2 separate regions of the Gossypium hirsutum genome follow, and region 1 is linked to region 2. A link is a contact called in public Hi-C data. All regions are on one chromosome and are shown on one strand. Each heading gives the region's core, a stretch centred on a gene start, on an enhancer-like site or on the middle of the called end of the contact. The rest is flanking DNA. Distances are from core to core; before and after follow the strand shown. Region 1 holds the start of LOC107932201 (meiotic nuclear division protein 1 homolog). Region 2 holds the start of LOC107940158 (NADP-dependent malic enzyme).

Region 1 (5,999 bases), core at 912-3,411, 180 kb after region 2:
TGTTGACTTTGAGGGCCTTACCGGGGAAGTAGTCAAAGAAGTACAGCCGAGAAACCAGGCATTATTGAATTAACAGGACATTAGGTAATTCTTCTTTATAGTACTAACAGAAAAAAAATACTAGGTAAAAGTGAGTTCACATTTGGATGGCTGTAGTCAACGTATGACTGAGTCATTTCATAAGTTCGAAGAAAGAACGCGCATAACAGTTAACCAACCCACCCTCGGGGAGGAGCATGCATCTCAAAGTATGGGGCAAAAGCGCTTTTTGTCTCTGGGGATCCACCACAGGTTAGGTTTGAGAGCCGTGTGATGGGTGACTATCCAGCACGGATCGGAGAGCACTTTTAGTCTTTGCTGGTGAATGGAAGCCCCCCCTATCAAGCAAGAAAGCAACGGCTCTTCCCACAGCGGACTCACCGTTGAGTCTATTTGTTATTATGGTAAATCAGTATTTAGTTTTACCCGTAAATTATGACCTTGATAACATTCTAGTTGAATTGGTAGGGAACGTTTCCCTACAATTAATAAATTTTTCATTATCTTAATTAATTATATTAAGAGCTTGAATGTTAATGTTGCAGCAGGTGTGACATGGGACTCAAATGTGGTTGAGACTTCAAAATTCCTAATCCTCACTCTTATCATATAGCTAAAGACTTATTGGCTAATAGCATCATATTTGGTTTCATTATGCAAATATAAATAAGAATTGTTATTTGATAAATTGGTGGTGGATTAACCCCCCACCCCCCAAATGAGATTTTTTTTTAATGTAAATCAAGGGTACTCTGACGATATTAATGTATTATATGGATGTATGTGTGTATGTATATATGTTGGTCAATATAGACCAATAAACTCAATTTGCAGTTTTCATAAATTAAGGTTGCTTTCCAAGTTTAATCTATATCTCTATTTGTAAAGTGATTTTTCCCCTTGTGATTCTGTTTGTAATTGCAAATAATGTAGTCCAACTTGACAAGGAACCAATCTTTTCAAGTTGTTATTAGATTCTTTTACCCAAGCCTCAAAAACCCTATTTTTACTAAATGGGTATTTGTCCAAAACCCTAAACCCTGAAGGGAAGGACCTATCTATAAACCTCTCCACTTTCACCATAAACTCAGTAGTGTGGAAAAACCCAGAAGTGTTTTAAAGTAGGTTAACAGTGTTGTTGTGTAGTGAAGGTAGGGTTTTTACTTTTTATTAGCTAGAAAACTATTATCTTTGGGAGAAGAAGACGAGGTTTGTCCTTGGAAAAGTAGAAGAATTGGTGTAGAAAAATGATACCGACTAAAATACTTTGGGATGAAATTTAGAGGAAAGAAAAAAAATATTGAAATTAGACCTCGGTTGGTGTCTTGTTCATGTATCAAAAAAGTGAAATGATTTGGATAAAAATATAAATTCGAAAAATAAATTGGATAAAAAATAAAACTTATATTTTAAACAAGTCAAACCTCGAGTAATTTAATTGCAGATGGAAAATGGCGTGGAAGCTTTTAATTTGGCATAATATAACTTTAACCTTTAATATTTATATATTGTGTCAATTTAAGTCTTGATTCTAAAAAAAATTAACCATCAGTGTTTACACACTGTGTAATTTGCTCTCTCTTTTTTCAATTTTTTTTGTGACCCTTTCACGTAAAAAACAAAAAAAAAAACAAATTCATTAACTAAATTTGATCATAAATATATCAAAAATAAAAACACCCAACCATTCAAGATAATAATTTTCATATTTTCTCGTTCTTTTAAAATTAACTTTCAATGTCACGAATAAAAATAGAACTATAAAAAAAGGAGACCAAATTACATGATATGTAAATGTTGAGGGTTAATTTTTTTAGAATGAAGATTAAATTGATATGATATATAAATGTTGAGGGTTATAGTTGCTATTATGCCAATTTTAAAAATTGTTAAGTTATATATTTCCATTAGTAATTTAACAATTGGTAATAATAATAAAAAAAGAATTTTGAATAGTTGGGTAAAAAAAGTTAAATAATTAAATAATTATTTTATAACATTTTATAGTTGGATGATAAAAAAAAAATTAATAGTTGAATGATTGTCAATGCAATTTACTTTTTAAATTTTTATAGAGTTTTTCAATCTAAAATAAAAAGCCATTTGCTTAAGAAAAAAGCCAAAAGAGTAAATACGTAAAAGATGCAGAGGATATTTTAGTAAAACTGGGCCGAATTCCCGCCAAAAGAAGCACATTCATATATGGCGTATATTATTTCAACACCCTTTCCACTGAGATTCCCAGATTCAATTTTGAATTTTCAAGTGAGCAGTGCCTTCGTTGAAAAAAAAAAAAGGATCGTCGCCAATGGTAAAATCAATTTTTATAAACCCTAATCTCATTTGCTTCTTCTATTTTCCTTCATTTTCTCAGTTCCCGAACATTAACTTAGTAGATTTAGTTGAATCTAACGTTATTTTTAATTACTGTCATGAATCTCCTTCAAATTTGTTGATGGTATTGTAAATTTACTGAGAATTTGTGTTGTATTTTGCAACTGTGATTTCAGTCGAAGAGACGAGGTCTTTCATTGGAAGAAAAGAGGGAGAAAATTCTTCAGATATTTTATGAATCTCAAGATTTCTTCCTCGTAAGTATATCATTTTTTTTTTTGGCAATAATTATTTTTAGATATGTGGAAATTCTGAATTCTTATTAATTTCTTGATTTAATTTAATGAGTTTAGCTTAAGGAGCTTGAAAAATTGGGTCCTAAGAAAGGGGTAATCACCCAATCAGTTAAAGATGTTGTTCAAAGTTTGGTTGATGATGACCTTGTTTCAAAGGATAAAATTGGAACATCTGTAAGTAAAAATTTATTGTATTAGTATTTCCAACGTAATATGTTAATTTTCTCTCATTTATAGGTATAATTAATTGCTCTTATGATGAAATTAATTACAGGTATACTTTTGGAGCCTTCCTAGCTGTGCTGGAAATCAGGTGCTTGTATTTCTAGCATACCTTTCTATCTTAACATAGCTATATCAATCTATGTTACTTGCTCTCGGGTGTAAGTGTCAATACTGGTATGTGCCCGAAACGGGTATGGTCGTGTATTTGTAAGGTCCTTTGATATCATATCTCGGTAAAAGTACTATGGAGGCCCTTGTACTAGGAGCTGGATTGCATTTTGTCCATTCTACTCAAAAAGTGGTTAAATTAGTCCTATAATTAGGTCAAAGAGTAAATTAGTCCTTCAGTTAAAAAGTCTATCCATTTCTATTGTTAAAAACTAGTCTTTATACCTCAAAATGAGGTATATGTGACGTGTCACGTGTAACTATTTGGTTATTTTGTTAGCCATTAAAGTTTTTAACAGTAAAAATGGATTAATTTTTAACAGAAAGATTAGTTTGGTATTTAATCTAACGTACAAGGATTAAGTTGCCAATTTTTTAATAAAGAGGTCAAAATGCAATTTGACTTTTAATACAAAGCCCTCCATGGACCTTTTACTGTCATATCTCATATTCATGTGTCGACATGGATTCTTTAATAAATGTAAGGAGTTGAAGGAACATAGATATCAATTTTAATGTAAATTTTGGAACAGTTGAGGCATGTGCAACGGAAACTCGAATCAGATCTCGAGAACAGTAAGAAGAAATTCGTGGAGCTTGTTGATAAGTGTAATGAATTAAAGAAGGGGCGTGAAGAATCTGTTAGTATCTTAAAGTTTGTTTAGTGATTTGGGATTTAGTTTTGCATTTCAATGATGATTGTTGGTTTTAACATTTATGCATTTACTAGGACGAAAGAGAGACGGCCTTGGCTGAATTAAAGGCCATAGAATTGAAACATAATGAGCTTAAGGTTTGATTACTTCATATCTTTTGTTTCCTACATAAATAAATTGTATAGAGCCCTATCTGAGTTTGTCCTATATGTTCTAAATTTTCAGGAGGAGATGGTACAGTATGCAGACAATGATCCAGCTGCATTTGAAGCAATGAGTTTAGTGTTTGTTTGGACAACATTTGTTTATGAGATTCAGCATGTTTGAGGGTTTTTTGTGGTTCAATAAACTCACACCTCACTGATCATTTTATTGAATCATTTTTGCAGAGAAAGCAATTGAGGTTGCTCATGGAGCAGCAAACAGATGGACAGGTACTTTGTTTTTACCTTTTAGCATAATATTGATTTCCTATTCTTTTTCCCTTTTATGTGCCGCACATAGATGCCTACAGTTGTAGTTATGCTCAATATTGTTGGGTTGTTTTGATGAATTCCGGGTGATATTCTATACATTTTTCAACAATAATGGTCAAAACCTCCACAGACAACATTTTCACTCTGCGGCAGTGGTGCTCAAACAACTTTCCTGAAGCCAAAGAGCAGCTTGAACACATGTACAAGGAGGTATATGGCTTACTTTCATTTGCATATATGCACGAACCCATCAATTATCATATGACTTGAAAATAGCTCCAGCCACCTCTCTGCCATGGTATCCCTTGTGCCTTTAGGGTACCCAAAATTGCTATTTATTCCAAATCAAGTGAGAAATGCTCAAATCCGAAACCTTTCCAATGAGTTAATTCTGGTTGAAATTTGCTTGTGGGGAGCATGACATAAACCTCTATCTATGGCTGCCATAATACATCATGTTCCTTGCATTTATGTGCATAGAATCGAAAAAAACTGAATGATTTTACTTAAAAGAAAAGGGATTTTCTCAGTAAAAGTACCATAGAAGCCCCTACACTAGAAATTAGATTACATTTTACCCTTTCTACTCAAAAAATAGTAATTTAGTCCTCATACATTAGATTAAAAAGCAAATTGGTCTTTTTGTTAAAAATTTCATCCATTTCAACTGTTAAAAACTAGTCCATGTACATCAGCATGAGGTACACGTGTTATTATTTGGTACACGTGTTACTGTTTGGTTATTTCCTTGATGAAATTTTTAACAGAACAGACTAATTTGCTTTTTGATCTAACATGTAAGACTAATTTGTCTATTTTTTTAGTATAGGAAGCAAAATACAATCCGACTCTAGGGGCTTCCATAGTACTTTTACCTGGTTTTCTCTGTTTTGTCCACTCACTATTCAGACAGAATTGTACTCCTTATTACAGGGCATACGTTTGTTTCGAAGCTAACCCCTTTGTTACACTTGTTTCTATTAGTAATTTATGCACTAAGACATTGCTTTTCAAATCTTAACAACAGATCGGAATTACAGACGATTTCGATTACGTGGAGTTCTCGCCTGCAGCCATTCAAATATGTGCAGTTGGCGATGAAGAAGGCAATCCTTAAGCGATATCATGTAGGTCATCTTTCTCTTTTTATGTAGACACCTTGTGTGCAAAATATTATCTTTTCCCCAACCATAGAAAAGCTGCTTTCTTTATTAAATGTTCAAAGCTATAATAGTAACCAAGGTGAAAACTGGTTCATCTAAGGCTCTTAGCTGGTCAAATATAATATAGTAGTGTTTTGTGTTTGTTTAATTCCAGGTCAAGGCCAAGGTGGACATAGGTTCATCTAGACTCAGTTGCTTTGTATTTGCTATCTTGATTTCACTTTGTTTTATAGCTTCCTTTTTCCTGTTAATTAACAGTAAAAATCATCAACATAAATAATAGAATATTAAGTACTTTTAGATAATCCTAGGATGGTAATAGATAATGAGGATTTGAATATTTGTAAATATTTCGTATTTAAATATTTATGAAATCTTATTAGTGTTTACTGAGTTCAAATAATGTTTAGATATGAATATTTTAAATACTATTTAGAGGTAAATTCAAAGTGGATATATTAATATTCAGATGTGTATTATCCGAATTCATTTTACTTTTTGTGGATAATGAATTTAAATATTTGGATCTATTATTTCATTTTATTTTTCTTTTACTTATCGGATTAAGGTCCCTAATAAATTTCAATAATTGAAAAATAGTTCATTTAAATTAGATTTGATGAATAATATTTAAATTTAAAT
Region 2 (5,271 bases), core at 2,568-5,067:
CTGCATGTCTTGGGGCTGGGTGAAAAGACACTCTCATGTGCTCCATCAGTGTTGAAAGAACTTTTCTCGTGAACTAATAATGTTGTATGTAATAATAATAGCTTTAAGTGTTTTGCAATTATGAGCTTAATTTGAAATTTAATTGTGTATGTGTGTATGTATATATACTATGTAGTTTGTCTCCCTTATGGGTCTTCAATACTTTAAAAATCAATATATTGTGTGTTTTTTCCCTAAAACACGGAATGTCTTTTTCTTTTTTCTTTTTAATGGTAAGAATCAATATGGAAGAAGATAGGCAGAGAAAGGTGGCAGTTCAATCTTAAAGGGCGAGGAGCCGTTGGGATAAAATGGTGGAAGAGAAGTAGACTTCGGGAGATGAGAGAAGAGGGAGCTGCTCAGTTTAGTGAGAGAGTGAAGATTGTTTCTTGCCCTACTGTTCAGGTGTGAAGACAAGTATATGGAATACTAGAGACATCACGTGTAAGCATAGTGTTAGCTGGGCGGTGATTCGACTCTGTAGATTAGGGGCGTGACATAGTAGGATGGTAATTAAAATGCTCTGGGCATCTCTAACGGAGGTAGCTTGTGGTGAAGATGTGCCCCAAAACATGATGTTCATGAGTGACAAATAGAAGTAATGTGAAGGTAGACGGATGGGAGTGTTGCAATCGTAGTATAACAATTTTAAATATCATATTAAAGGACAAGCTTAATACGTTTAGTAAATATAACAAATAAAATAGGATATATGTTAAAATAAAGGTGTTCACGGGCCTGGGTCGGATTAGGTTTGCTTCTAGCCTAAGTATAATATTAATATATTTTATATTTGTTTAAACTTGATTTGGTCTGAAATATGAGTTTAAAATTTTGTTTAAATTCACTCATCTTTATAAATAATTAACTCAAGTCCATTTGAATTTACTTTATATTATTTAATATTTAATATTTTAAAATTTTAAATATAGTCAACTTTTAAATGTTTACGTTATTGAAATATTATATATTACTGTACATTTAATTTTTATGTTTTATAATTTACCTAATATATAAAAATAACATAACATATAAATAAACTTAAAAAAGGGTATGGGGCTTTAATGTCTAAGCCATAGCTTAATCTTGACCCATATTTTAAATAAGTCTAATTTTTTTGTTTAAATTTATTTTTCAAATCTAATATTTTTGTCTAAACCCTTAAATTTAACTTGACCCATGAATATATCTATATTAAAATAAGATAAAATTATCAATATCCATTTATTCATATTGTTTAAAATATTAAATATTTAATAATTTATTCTATATTTATATTATACTTTTAAAATGAAAAAAAAACCGATGATAAAAGACAAGATATATACTTACAAAAACATCATATCTATCTACTTCCCTAGTCTTATCCGACAAATTCTTCCTAATTGAGTCACTAGCAACTAAATAAATGGGACGCGTACAAAAGAGGGGATTAATTTTGCTATTAAAATTCAAGAATCTGATACGGTAAATATGTTACCATAGAGTAATATCGAGTGAATTTGTTGTTTCACATATTAGTCATTGAAAATTTAATTAATAAATTAATTAAAATTTTAAAATTCAAAAAATATAGAGACTTAGATTAACGTATAAGACTAATAATTGAATTTAACTAAATAAATTTAACTACTTTGGGCCAAGACTAAAATTGACTAGTTCGAAAAGTGCAGAGATTAAGTTTGATCAAATTAAAGTACATGAATTAAATCTACGATTTTCATTAAGTACATTGACAGATAGCATAATATTGTTGGATAATATAAACATTACATATATAATAAGAATAATTAATATTAATGTATAAGTGAAATATGTGTAGTTACTTTAATAATTAATTTTTAATTGACGATGAGCTAAATAGAAATTAATCTTAACGTGCAAAAGTTATATATCAGTGTTATGGTTATCAAATTACAGCCACGTAATTTTTCTAACATCCCATCTTTAGTGAAAATAATTACATTTTTCAATTTGAAAATCAAAACCTCAAGACTCAAAGACCTCAAGATATCAATAGAGGTATAGTTTTGCATCTAATTTTTTTTATTAATAATTTTACATGATAAATCTTAATTTTATATTTTAAATTAAAAACTTTTCACTTTAACAAATTTAACCAAAAATAAAATCGATATCTCAACTTTGAATTTATTTAAAACTTAATATATGTATGAGATACTGAAAAATGTCGAAATTGTATTGTTATTGAATAAAGGAGTATATTCTAATGAATGATGCCATAAACATTCATGGGACCTCAATGACCAAAGTGCTGTAAATGATAAAGAAACATAAAAAAGCTAAGCCTTTCTTTTATTGACAAATGACAAAACTCCGCCACCCACCACCACCACTTGGCTACCACGTTTGGCCTAAATCTGTCACCTAGCCGCCTCTCCCCACTGTTTTCATATAATTTTTAATATTCGAAACCTTCCAAAATAGGACAACACAGGTTATTTGTTAAAGTATTAATAGAGCTCGCAGCTCAGACGGTGCCTCAACTTTCCAACAAAGACTTTTTTTTTTAGAAATATACATTTAACCCCTAAACTTAGTAGTTTCTTTCACTTACATTAATCTTGAAAATTCATCCTCTTTAGAATATCATGATATTATGTCATATCATCACTTGAAATTTTTTATTAATTTTATATAAAATTTTCATATGATGATGTAACATAATTTTAAATATAACATTATTTTTATTTTAACGGAATTTAAATTTAAAGATTAAATTGAAAAACACTAAATTTAGAGACTAAATATTACTTTATGTTTTTTCTTAATACCCATTTCGTTTAAAAATATAAAGTCAAAAAATCATCTATTGTTATTCGTATAATTTTTCTTAAAACAAATAAATCAATAAATCACTCTTGTTTGTTCTTTCAATTTCTTTTAAAAGCATTTCTAAAAAAAAAAATTTAAAGCATTGTTCTATTAAATTTTAAAGCACCAGTTTTTAAAAAAAAACAATTAAAGATTGTAATTCCAATAAAAAAATAAATGTTCGAATATTAAAAATAAAATTATTATAAAAGATAACTACAGAATTCAAATATAGATGGTAATATCAGCATAAAAGATAGACGGAAAAATGGTTAAATTATATTTTATGCTTAAATTTGATAATTTTTCTCTCATTGAAGTCTGAATTTTTTTTTTCAAATTAAATCTTAAACTTTTCTTTTCTAAATTTATCCTTGAAAACTTTAAAATTTAAATCAGAACAAATTTCTAGCGTTAAGAGAAAAAAAAACTCAAACCCTAATATGATAATGATTTCACTAAAAGAATACACTTCCTTTTTATTATTGGAAAGGCTGTTTTCCTCTTAAGGTCTGTTCCACATTTTGTTAGTGCATGACAAATTGACCATGACAGTGATATTTTTATAAGGGTGAAAGTTTAGAAAAGACAGTCGACACAATGATAAAAGTATGAAATTCTGGGTACGAGAATTTGGAATGGATCTCAATTAATTTTATTTTTTACTTTTAATTATCAAAATAAAAAATAAATAAAAACACCTCATGTAATTTTTCGTAATTTTAATTTATTATTATTATTATTCATTTTTTCATTTGCAGAGTAATTTTGTTAACTTTTTTTTATGCTAATTTTGTTTAATAATTTGCCGTGGCATATTTAAAAATGTGGTATAATATCTTAAAAATTTTTATGGGTAAATTTAAAAATAGCCACTCAACTATGGTTTTAATTTCATTTTGATCATTTAACTATTAATTTTTTGATTTACTCATTTAATTTTTTAAAATTTATCTCTTTCTCAAGCTACTCTTTCTGTTGAGTAGTAACAGGTGCTTGGGCAACATTTCTAATGGTGGTTGTTTGTTCAACATTTCAAATTTTAGTGCAAGAATAAATATTAGAGGGTTAAATTTTATAAAAACACAAATTTAAAAAATAAAAAAATATATAAAATTTTTAGTCATCAATTTGACTTTTTGGTTTCATGCTCTAATTTAACTACACTGAAAGCAGCTGATCAAAGTGTTCTTTGTTTTTCTTTTTGATGTTCAGGGGATTGATTATTTATTTGTATAATATCCACTTGAACTAAATTTAAAAGAAAAGACCAAGTGATCATAGTATCAGCTGAAGCAGAGAGAAATGGAGAGCACCTTGAAGGAGATGAGAGGTGGTGAATCAGTACTTGACTTGTCCCCCAAAGCCACCGTCGGTGGCGGTGTTGAGGATGTTTACGGTGAGGATTGTGCCACCGAAGAACAACTTGTCACCCCTTGGGCTTACTCTGTTGCAAGGTCACCTTTTTTATGTAAAAGCTTTTGTTTTCGGTTATGGGTTTTTTTTACAAAGTTTTTTTAACTATCTCTTCCATGGTTACAGTGGATATTCATTGTTGAGGGATCCCCATCATAACAAAGGGCTTGCATTCACTGAGAAAGAAAGGGATTCTCATTACTTGCTTGGGTTACTGCCTCCTGCTGTTGTCACTCAACAGCTTCAGGTTTATATTGAAACCCCTTTTTATGATCAGATTTTGAGGAGTGGTATTAATGCATGTTTTTTGTTTGTTTTAATTCCTAGGAGAAAAAATTGATGGATAACCTCCGGAAATATCAAGTTCCACTGCAAAAATATATGGCCATGATGGAACTTCAGGTCTCACTTCAAGCTTTGGAATTGTTGGGAAAGAGGGTTTGTTGAGGGTCATGGGAGGTCGGACCTCTCTCTTTGGAGTCCATCGAGAGTTGACGGACCCCGCAACATTGGAGGAATTGTGCCTGGGGTGTGTAATTTGGTTTTATCCCGGGTTTTGTCTTCATACTCTACAGATTCACAGGGAAGGAGCGTCTCGCCCACCAAAGAAATGTGAGCATTTGGCCTCCATGCTCACATTTCTTTGGTTGACAAGGTGCTTTCACACTGTGAATCCGTTGGGACTCTTCGCGGAGTAAGGAGACTAAACAAGGGATAAAACCGAGCATAGACACCCCAGGCACAATACTTACACCGTTGAGGGGTCTGTCGGCTCTTGATAGATGACACTTCTAAGACTTCTCCAAAGAGAGAGTCCGACCTCCCCTCTACAGGTTTTTTTTTTTTTCATTTTTGCTCATTGGTTTTTCACCATTAACAGGAAAGGAATGAAAGACTGTTTTACAAGCTTTTGATTGATAACGTTGAGGAGTTGCTCCCAATTGTTTACACCCCAACTGTAGGTGAAGCTTGCCAGAAGTA

What was found. A called contact is a pair of places that touch in the nucleus more often than the background predicts.
Region 1: a Hi-C map of leaf shows a contact between it and region 2, with 2.1 times the contacts expected there. The contact joins the promoter of LOC107932201 here to the promoter of LOC107940158 in region 2. A contact is called at or near these places in 4 of 34 Hi-C or Micro-C datasets (callus and leaf).

The regions. Positions count from the first base shown.
Region 1 is chrA07:1,201,359-1,207,357 of Gossypium_hirsutum_v2.1, forward strand. It overlaps LOC107932201 (meiotic nuclear division protein 1 homolog), which reads left to right and starts at 2,162. Exons shown (of 11, transcript XM_041117079.1): 1 at 2,162-2,350; 2 at 2,550-2,630; 3 at 2,727-2,843; 4 at 2,944-2,982; 5 at 3,596-3,703; 6 at 3,793-3,855; 7 at 3,944-3,995; 8 at 4,108-4,152; 9 at 4,325-4,404; 10 at 5,222-5,321; 11 at 5,512-5,587. The coding sequence starts at 2,348. The coding sequence ends at 5,311. LOC121231935 (a long non-coding RNA gene) reads left to right here. Exons shown (of 2, transcript XR_005930182.1): 1 at 1-443; 2 at 585-906.
Region 2 is chrA07:1,019,226-1,024,496 of Gossypium_hirsutum_v2.1, forward strand. It overlaps LOC107940158 (NADP-dependent malic enzyme), which reads left to right and starts at 3,818. Exons shown (of 20, transcript XM_041117070.1): 1 at 3,818-3,889; 2 at 4,090-4,331; 3 at 4,417-4,537; 4 at 4,618-4,692; 5 at 5,171-5,271. The coding sequence starts at 4,180. It overlaps LOC107940156 (probable RNA-dependent RNA polymerase 5), which reads left to right. Exons shown (of 19, transcript XM_016873587.2): 19 at 1-214. The coding sequence ends at 72.